2 separate regions of the Mus musculus genome follow, and region 2 is linked to region 1. Evidence: chromatin contacts called from public Hi-C data. All regions are on one chromosome and are shown on one strand. The core of a region is the stretch at or near the end of the contact, and the rest is flanking DNA. Distances in the headings are between cores, read along the strand shown. Region 1 overlaps Pik3r1 (phosphoinositide-3-kinase regulatory subunit 1). Region 2 has its middle 24 kb from the start of Cd180.

Region 1 (5,239 bases), core at 1,696-4,195:
ATCGTCTAGAGAAACAGTTTAGTTATGATGATGTCCAACAACCCAGTCCAGTATTATTTAAAAGTAAGGCTGAATTTAAAGACGTCAATACTGGATGTTTCAATTCTGGGTTTTATGACAGGGCCACTTTGTGCCAGAGCAGATAATCTATCCAGGCAGAATTTTAAAGCTCAGTATATCTGCCTTTATCCAAAAGGGAAAGACCAAGGAGGGGCACCACGATACAGATCTGGTGGATGAGAGGGGACAGCATTTTAAAAAGAAAGACATATCAGGTAATAGGAAAATGGAAACTTGACAGAGGGACCAAATGTTTCACGCGGACCTAATTCGATTCTTCTCAAACTCGAGGAACAAAAGCAACCAGAACAGGAAAATGACTTTGAGTTTTAACTAACGAGTAAGCATCTAGTCCTTTTCCTAAAGGAAGGGACAAAAATAGAAGTGAAAGAAAGGTATCATGACTGGTAAATGGGCAGGGCCTTTTCAGAAGGAAGTTACACAGCCTGACCTCAACAATACATCTCGGCTTGCCCACAGGAGATGCCCATGCCTCAACCATTTCCATGATGCTGCCCTTTCTCTTCTCCCCACTGCTCACATGACATTAAGCCATTCAGGGTGAGCCTAATACTGACCTGTATCAGAACACATAAACATGTCTCGCTTCCTTCAAAAACTCTGCTTTCTCTAGGCCCCACTCCAACCGTTCTCCTGCCGGCTTCTTGCTCGTATCATGCTCCACTCATTTCAATTCATCAATATGCTGCTTTGTAACAGTTTATATATTTGTTTCACACATATATAGGTGTACTATGTGAAAATGGAAGCAAATAACATATGGGTTTCCTGGTTTCTCTTGTACCGCCTCCTTCTTTAGCTGTCATCGTTCTTAGTTCACAGTGGAAGGCACAGGAATTAATTAACTGAACGTCAAATGCCTGAATCCAGGGTATCAAATGATTACTTGGGTAGTACACAGCATTTAAAAAAGCTTCACACTCCAAATATGAACAGGCAGGTAAGGAAGAAATAAAACCACAAGGTTAGACTGTGAGCCTTATTCATAGTTGGTTAGGATACTACCCAACACACACACATACATACACACATACACACACACATACACCACACACACACACACACACACACACACACACACGCACACACACATACACCACACACACACATACACACACCATGGTGAGGCATATTAAGTAAAGCACTAATGTATATACAATTTAGCTTTCAGGATTTATAAGATTATTTTCAGATATTAGGGATGAGAAGTCAATTTAAAATGATGTGTTATTAATAATAAAAATTGTTATACTGGTGCTTTCTAAGTTCAAGCTGTCCTATGTGTTTGTGTGTGTGTGTGTGTGTGTGTGTGTGTGTGTGTGTGTGGAGTGTGGAGTGGGTGAGTATGTGTGTGTGTCCACCCAAGACCAAAGGAACTCTTTCCCCTGTTTGCAGTTGCTTGAGAATTTTCCACGAACCACCTCCCTTTTTTTGTCAAATGCACCTTATGACATTATACAACTCTGGAGAGATGCCACTACTTAAACCTCTAAATAGTGCACATGGTCAAATTAACCAGATCCCAGCACCAAGAGCCACCAGTTGCCCGTTCTACAGAGCCTGTCTCATGTCAGCTGGGCAGGAAATACCAGATTCCAAAGGCTGGAATGAAAGAAAGCCCAAACCAACCACAGAGTTACAAAATCAGCCATCAATTTGTCTAATTAAAACTCCATTTAATATTTCATTAAAATGGAATTCTGGTGGTCTCAAGAAATATGCATTTAAAAGAGCTATGTAGCCACTTCTTAAATACCTATCATGACTTACAGAGACCGGCTACGGCCAATGATCCTGGGCTTAAGGTTCCTAAAGAATCATGCATTTTCATATATTTTAGCCAAGAACTTTACCAAAAGAACCTCTCCGTGACCATCGCACCACCTGGAGCGTGGGCCGAACTTTTCATTTTATTTCTCTCTTTGGCCAATAGATGGCAACCTCTATTGGGCAGGAGAATCAGATTCAGAGCAGGCAGGCAGGCATGTCCTCCCTCCCACCAAGACCCAGCACATTTTTTCTTTTTTTCCTTTTAAGCATTGAGCTATTTCATAATGAATTAGTGAGCAAGAAAACAAAATATTTTTAAGTTATTTTGCTATTGCAACTCTGACTTTGTAAAGGAAAATGGAGTTCTGAAAAACCAAAGGTTTTCCTCAAAGAGGAAATGGACACACTAAATGGACAAAGCAGAAGTGAACTGCAGCTCTGGGTATGGTTTTGCCAGTACTATGCCCTCTGAAGATACAGTATGGAGTCAACTAAACTCTGCCTAACAGATCCATGACCCTGGAATGGTTTATACCTAAGTGGCACAAACAGTTGGGCCTGATTGCCTATACTTATAATTCTAGCTCTAGAGAAGCTGAGGCAGGAGGATTATCATGAGTTTAGAGGTCAGCTTGGGTGTGTGTGTGTGTGTGTGTGTGTAAAGTATTAGTCTCCTAGGACTAAAGAAGAACAGTCTTGGAAAACAAAACAAGAAACAAACAGAAAACAGAACTAGATACTATTGAAGCAGGCAAAGGAAAACATGAGTAGAGACTCCTAATGAGCATCATTCAAGCAACAATGTTCCATGTTAAATGAAAACTCTGTGCTAAGAAACGAAACCATTCCAGGTTCCAGGGTGCCTGCGCCTGGGAAAGCACCGAGCTGTGGAGAAAAACGCATTTTGCCACAGAACACAGCTGGTCCTGTCTGCCTTCCACGGACGAGGAGGAGAACTCTCAGGTGAGGTAGAAGAGGCAGCTGGTCTAAACATGACAATTCTGCTGTCATTTCTCCCTCAAACACCGACAAAGAGAGCGTCGAAGCGTTTGCTATCTCCCATGATCTCCTGCTTTGTGCGTGGTTTCAGCTGTTTAACTTGGCCCTTGGCCTCTATTTCCTGTGGCCGGGCAATCTCAATTCCTTTCATTTTCGTCAGGTTCAAACATATCACTTAAGTCTAAGAAACACTGAGTGTGTGTGTGTGTGTGTGTGTGTGTGTGTGTGTGTGTTCAATGTGTCCTTTCTGTTTTGAGAATTATCATCAATGAGCCTTAGGTCCTGGGGTCTTCTGGGAGTGGAGGTGTGTCTGAGAGAGCTCCCACACAGCTCATTCCTGGCCATCGATCCCATTTTACAGATGAGAAAGCCAAGGCTATGTATGTTATGGTACCATCTTTAGGTCATGCAGCAAATACTTCACAGTGACTAAGACGGACTCTCAGCCAAGGATGCCACTGGAAGTTTTTAATGCCTGACTTATTTACAAGTTCACCATGTAACTGAGACCATAGTGCAATGGCTACCCCTTTGGCTGTACAATAGCAGAAACCAATCTTCATCCCAGGCACTTTACACCAGATTCAAGGGCGCACACATAATAAATGATGCAGAAGCCAAACAGTTTGTCTTTCTTTTTTTTTTTTTTTCCTCTAAAGTATATTTGTACAAATTCCCAAATGTCCCGAAAAACTGTTCCTACTGCTGACTGTGTCCGTTTTTACTCTAATTAAGAACTGTCAAAGACAACTGGGAATGGCCAATGTACTTGAGTAGTCTAAATTGCTTTGTTCTACAGATTCTCTTTGGCGAGAAAACGAGATGGGTAACAAGGATTGTTCTGTGCTATACATGGAGGATGTTGAGATGGGATCTTCCATCCCAGAGACAGCAGCTAGGTCTGAGAGTCAACCTGAGGCGCGCCACTTGGATGCCCGGTTTAATCCCGACAGGAACTGTGAGTGAGTTCCCCCTTCCATTCTGCCCCTTTTCGTAAGAGGCTGAGAGAGTTGCCTCTGTGGATTTCCCAGAAACTCTGTCAAACCCACGGGAGGGGCAACGCAACAACAGCATCTGACAGAGTTTTAAAGAGAACACAGCAGAAGTAAGCGCTGCTCTTTACCTCTGCTTCTAGTCACCTGTATTGATCAGAGCAACTCAAACGAGAACCTTTCTCCAGAAAGGACACTGATTGCTCTGCCACTATTACTGGAAAACGAAAAACATCAACAACAATAGGTCTCACCAGTTAACTCTCCAGAAACAGTTAGCCAGCTAATCAACACAACATTAATATATTTAGCATGAGTTATGATTGTGGTTAAAGCTAAAACGTCTTTTTGGTACCCACAAAAATTTAATTTATTACTTGACGTAAAATAAAATATGCAATTAGAAAAAAATTTTTTCCATGAAGCCCACTGAGTGTAGCTTAATATTTCTAATTAAAATAAATAAGCCCCAACGTCTTTAATTATGACCCATTTAGGTAAGACTTTCGACACATGCTTTCTGCTAAATCCTACTGAAAGAAAAAAAAAAAATTTCCATCACTCAGGCCTGTCTCCACGTAAATATACTCAATTGCTTCATGCTTCTGATTTTTTCTTCTACTAGGTATCCAGAAAAAGAAAACCTCGTTAAATCATTTCAATTTTAAAAGGTTTTAATATAAACAGAAAACTAAAAACACCACTCAGGATTTCAGCGTGCAGAACTTTTATTTGCCCTTGATAAGCACATATTGTCACTTTTATGTATCTGTCAAATCCACAGGAACGTAATCCCAACAGAGAATATAATGAATGTAGTCACAGAAAACTCCAAATTAATGATTTAATTTAAACTTCAGCTGTTTAATCTTTTCACTGTAAGAGACCAGAATATTTTATGCTTGATCCCAGAGGATTAGGTAGTGACCATAAAGAAAGGAAACTGGGGTTATGGGGTTACTCAATTGTCCATGAAGCCTAAGAAACCATTTTATTTGACGGCAGAGGGAGGTTGAGACAAGTTTTCTCTGTGTGACCCTGGCTGTCCTGGAACTCACTCTATAGAACAGGCTGGCCTCAAACTCAGAGAGTCATTTGCCTCTGCCTCCCCAGTGCTGGGATTAAGGGTGTGACCCACTAAGGTTCAACTAAGGAACCATTTTATACACTTTCAATTAAGCAGTCCTTTGTCGCTTGGGTCCACTCGATTGTGCAACAATTGGCAGGCTGTCCACTCTGGGTGCCAAGGATGATCAGCCTCTGATCCGAACAGCACCTGCTTTATGTGGAAGGCTGGGGCTGGGGCCAGCCTCGCAGCAAGGCGAGTTTTTGGTAGCGAGCATGCTGAACCAGTCTCTTCCACAACCTGTTGACAATGGCTTACACTTATTTTCTCC
Region 2 (5,239 bases), core at 1,104-3,603, 980 kb after region 1:
AGCCGGTAAGAAACATCCCTCCATGGCCTCTGCATCAGCTCCTGCTTTTTGACCTGCTTGAGTTCCAGTCCTGACTTCCTTCAGTGATGAATAGCAATGTGGAAGTGTAAGCCAAATAAACCCTTTCCTCCCCAACTTAGTTCTTGGTCATGATGTTTGTGCAGGAATAGAAACCCTGACTAAGACACCACCCTTGAAGAAACCTGAGTGTCCCTCTCCCAGAAGCCCTCAACTGTCAATAGTTTCTCAGGGGTGGCACTAACTGAAAGATAGTATCTTTATGTGTGTTTTCAAATGCAATTATCGCACCCAACCTCTGTGGGTCACTATTGTTTTTCTAGTAAAGACAGAGGGTGCCATAGCTGTTGCCAAGGATCACTGTTGGAATGAGGAGGGGCGTGTATCACAGTGGGCCATTCACAGAAGCTGCACTGGGTCCAACAGGAGTGGCTATATCTCCAGCTTGGGAGAATTTCTTTAGCATGACACCATTTAACAAAGCACATGTATTCCAAAGTGACAGTACACTGTGACAAATTTTTTTAGGAAGGTTGGTACTTAAGGATATGGTTTAAAGTGGCACTGATACATGCATTCTGGCTATAGCCTGCCTGCAGTGGATCCTCCAAGCATCTTCATCCTTCACCTTCCCGGCTACAGATAGCCATCTGCTGGTGAAGCTTAATGAAAGAGGATGGATATTTCTAAGAGACCTTGGTTTCACCAAATTAATAGACTTTTTGTAGAGCTGTGTAAGGTACTAACTTGTACCATGGCCAACAGGTCTTTCTTCTTTCCACACCCAAGTATGCTGGACCAACATGTCATTGACTACACAGAGAACTGGGCTCTTGAAACAGCAAGAGGTTCCCAGGACCCAACAGGGATGACCTTAGCCAAAATACCCAACAAAGGGGGATAGAACCTATAGAGACCATATCCAGTGATTAGGCACAGCCTCCAGTTGAGGGATGGGGTTACCCACCCATCTCAAAAATATTAACCCAGAATTGCTCCTGTCTGAAGGAAATGCAGGGACAGAGAGTGGAGCAGAGGCTGACCAATACAAATGCAGATGCTCGCAGCCAAACCTTGGACTGAGCACAGGGACCCCAATGGAGAAGTTAGGGCAAGGACTGAAGGAGCCGAAGGGTTTTGCAACCTTATAGGAAGAACAACAATATCAACCAACCAGACCTTCCAGAGCTCCCAGGGACTAAACCAACCAAAGAGTACACATGGCTCCAGCTGGATGTGTACCAGAGGATGGCCTTGTCTGGCATCAAAGGGAGGGAAGGCCCCTGGTCCTGTGAAGGCTTGATACCCCAGCATAGGGAGATGCTAGGGTGGTGAGGCGAGAGTGGATGGTGGGTAGGAGGAGCACTCTCATAGAAGCAGGGGGTAATTTCCTAGGTAAGTCAAATTGCTAGGTTGTGGAATTATCCTAGGTTGATTGATGTGGTGAGAGAGGACATGACCTTCTGGGTGAGTGCTAACCGTCACTTTGTGCTACAGGAAGACAATAAGACTGCTAGGTAGTTCATGGTTTGGGGTCTGGAATTCTGGCTAATCATATAACCTAAGAACTCTTGGTATGGGTTTGTTGTTGTGTTTATTTGCTTGCTTTATACATGTGTTGGTTGTGTTTTACTATTTCCTATGTTTGCTTTCTAAAAATATCTTTAAAACATAGAGGCTACAACAAGGAAGTTTTAATGTAGGTTGAACCGTGTATGTATAAGGTAATTTAGACAAGGATCAAAGACATCACAGAATTAATGGTTAGGGGTGGATATCAGGGCCTCCCTTGGGCTAACTTAGAGCTCCACCACTGAGCCATACCCTTCTAGCCCTTAGGTTCATTCACAGCTGCATATAGAAACGTTTCAATGGCTAAATAAAGGGCAAAGAGAGCTGTTTGGAGAGTTGCGCCCTCCGTTCAGTAGGATTCTTCAAGCTGCTTTACGATGTAAGACATCTTAGGGCAGCCAGAACCATGCTTTTCTGTGCTTCCTGCTAACAGGATCTGCATCGACCGCAATGGTAGCACAGACTGGTTTGCAAAGTTACCAATGTTTAGTTATCCTTTTAGTCCTATCTTTAGTGAAGGAAATATATCTCTGTAAAGAACATTTCTATTCACCTTTTCTGTGCCTAGAAGGAAAGGAAAGACTACATTTCTGAATGTTCTCCCAGGGAAAGAACTAAGATGTATCCTGGAGTACCTTTGACCAAATACACTAAGTGGGCTTTCTGTATGTGTTAATCTCAGCAGATGTTGGTCTGTAGGCCTGAAATTTGATTCCAGCCAACAACCTTAGGGCAATAATGAGGAAGATCAGTCCAGAAAGGGGAAGGGTGATTTGACACAAGCCCTTGCTAAGATGAGGAAATTGGAAAGGGCAAAGAAAATATACACTGAGTGAGGCTTTTAAAATAATGAAAGGGCCCTTAGGTGCTTGGGGTTGTTTTGACAAGTTCTGTCAGCCCGTATTGACATTCTCTGTCATGGGATAAGTTATCTTCAGAGGACTGTAAGAACCAAGGCCCTTTGGAGTGGTGGTTCTCAACCTGTGGGTGAAGACCCTTTTAGGAACCAAATGACCTGTTTGTTCACAAGGGTCTTATATCAGATGCCCTGCATACCAGATATTTATAGTATGATTAATAATAGTAACAAAATTATAGTTCTGAAGTAGCAATGGAATAATTTTGTTGTTGGGGGTCACCACAGCATGAGGAACTGTATTAAGGGGTTGCAGCATTAGGAAGTCTGAGAGACAGTGCAATGGAGGCTCTGTCTTTTAACTGCAGGAGAACTTAGGAATGCTTTTGCTTTGGTGCTCAGATGGCTGAGATAGATAGAAATTTATGGATGGAATTTTTCCTAGTTTCCAGAATCCTCCTGACGTCTTAAGAGTCTAGCTGTAGCAAATTACATGCGGGAAATTTATGAACTGTCAGATGACTTTTTTTCAGATATTAAAAACGAAAACAGGCTTTTTATTAATTCTGATTTGATTGTGTGTTTGTGGAGAGAGTCTGGCAAGATAAATTGCAGCCTGACTTCAGGACATGTTCTAATTACCATTGACTGGAATAGAATACGAGAAACTGTTTTGAAGAGAGAAGACATCTATTTACTTTTCTCATTGGAAAAAAATGTGTAACATGTTTGACTAGCTGGAAAATACTGAATAATAGAACCTATTCATTTATCAGGTACCTGGCTGCCCATGTAACACATTCTAGTAGCACCAGGAAAAGATGATAAATGGAATAAGTAGAGTTCCTCTGTCACAGAGTGTCATAGAAGAAATGTGTTTATATACACTTTAAGCAATAGAATATGAAAAATTAGTAATTACCTCAAGCGCTGAGAGGAAAGAGGGTTGTCCATTCACAGTTCTGTGTTATGTTGATGAATTACTGATGAATGGGTGAACTAAATTCACAGATTTCATTCCTCTGCTCCTTATTTAATATGCATGGTGCTGGTCTCAGCTTAGTGGATGACAATGAACGATCTCTGGTGGTGGAACATCTTGGTATCATATAGTAGAGAAAAGTGGTTCTTAGGTCTCTTTGTAGTCATAAAGACAATTGTTTTGTGAGGAAATGTTTCTAGACTGTCAAATGGTGTGTATCTGAAAAATGCTGATACCAAGTATTTTCAACTGTTCTATAAGCTTTGGGCGCAAATGAGTCTTACTAAGAGTAAAATGCTAATAAATGGTTATTGATTTCTTCTGTTGTATTTCAACTAATGATTGATTTGAAGAAATTTTTTTTTAAAATCCCTGCTCATTGCCTCAATAACTCATTGTTCCTTTGGTCTCTGTGTCCTTGTGTATGTTTAAAATTTTCTCTTGCTATTGATATTAGTCTCATTCTTCAATAATCAGAAATGATGTGTGACATTATTTCAAATGTTAAACATGTTACAATGTATTTTTGGCTTGCCACATGGTCTATTATTTTTATAATTTTTATTTATAGTTTGAAAATTGGATACATGCAATGTAATGTGTTTTAATCAAATTCCTCCGCTATCCCTTCATTCCAATTACTCACCACTACCCCCACTTTTCCCTCTAAACTCTCTGTGCTTTAAAAAAAAAAAAAAAAAACCCCAACAACAACTCAGAGTCCACATAGTGTTGCCTATGTGTGCATGGGTATAGAGGCATCAATACATCTTTTAGATAGAGAGTAGCCTCTAGGGGGATAGATCATTGAAGAAAACTGATTCACTCTTTCCTAGCTGCTATCAATCACTGATAGTTGTGATCTCAAGGCCATCTCCTGGCTACATGATGGAATTGTGTGTGGATTGTCTTTCCTACAGGCCTTGTGCCTACAGTTTATGTGTTCAATAGCCCTGCCATGGGAGGCAAAGGTACTGTTTTGCTGTGGAGAAACCACTGCCCTTGGTTCTCAGAATCTTTCTACCCTGTCTTCCAAGTTGGTCTCTGATCCTCAAGGGAAGAAGGTCCAATACAGATGCATCATTTGGATATGAGAATTCCAGAATTTCTTACTCTCTGTGTTTGACCAGTCTCTGTATTATTATTATTATTATTATTATTTAAAAGAAGCTTCTCTGATGAGGGTTGAAGCATGCATTAATTTATATAAGATAAGAACTTAGGATGCATATATTACTTTGCCCATTTAGCAAAATAGTATTAGATTTACTCCAAAGGCCTATGACCTAGACAACAATGGTATTTTTTTTTTAACCAGCTAGTGGTATCAGACATGACTTCCATCTTGTGGAACAAGCCTTAAATCCAGTCTGAAAATTAGTCAAATATTTCTACATTTATGTCACTATTACACCAATGGGATATCTTTCCTGGCAAATTGTTATTATAGCTTAGTAGGTTCACAGTGGGGTATGATTGTTGTCTATTTTTCTCTCCCTGTAATCTGTGCAGCACCTTCTATCCTGATAAGAGTTAACGAGTGGACATGAAGTTTCCTGGTCTATATCAGCTTGATTTTTTTATGTTCTGTGATGCAACACCATGGTCTTACCATCAAGTTCTGAAGGGTAACTAAAAGCAACCAAAGCAGCCTATAATCTTCAAGGGAGTTCTATGAAACCCCATTGATCATCAACACACACACACAAGGGTACTTGGCACTGGGCTTTCTAGTTGGTTGATATTGCAAACCCCTTCAGCTCCTTCAATCCTTTCCCTAACTTCTCCACTGAGGTCCCTATGCTCAGTCC

The links. Hi-C and Micro-C count contacts between places; a contact is called where the count stands out from the background.
Region 2: a Hi-C map of bone marrow-derived macrophages shows a contact between it and region 1, with 12 read pairs. The contact joins two enhancer-like sites. A contact is called at or near these places in 1 of 484 Hi-C or Micro-C datasets (bone marrow-derived macrophages) and 4 of 115 datasets of contacts at active chromatin or transcription factors (bone marrow-derived macrophages, cardiomyocytes, large pre-B cells and 1 more).

The regions. Positions count from the first base shown.
Region 1 is chr13:101,733,891-101,739,129 of GRCm38.p6, forward strand. The region is part of intron 2 of Pik3r1 (phosphoinositide-3-kinase regulatory subunit 1); the gene reads right to left. Among named protein-coding and RNA genes, the nearest start is that of Pik3r1, 32 kb to the right of the region's middle. Within about 2 kb of position 2,946, at least 65 of the 459 cell types and tissues checked have an H3K27ac peak or open chromatin away from gene starts, as enhancers often do. A contact at or near this core is called in bone marrow-derived macrophages and microglia, where this site is marked.
Region 2 is chr13:102,714,833-102,720,071 of GRCm38.p6, forward strand. No RefSeq gene overlaps it. Among named protein-coding and RNA genes, the nearest start is that of Cd180, 24 kb to the left of the region's middle. Within about 2 kb of position 2,354, at least 12 of the 459 cell types and tissues checked have an H3K27ac peak or open chromatin away from gene starts, as enhancers often do. A contact at or near this core is called in bone marrow-derived macrophages and microglia, where this site is marked.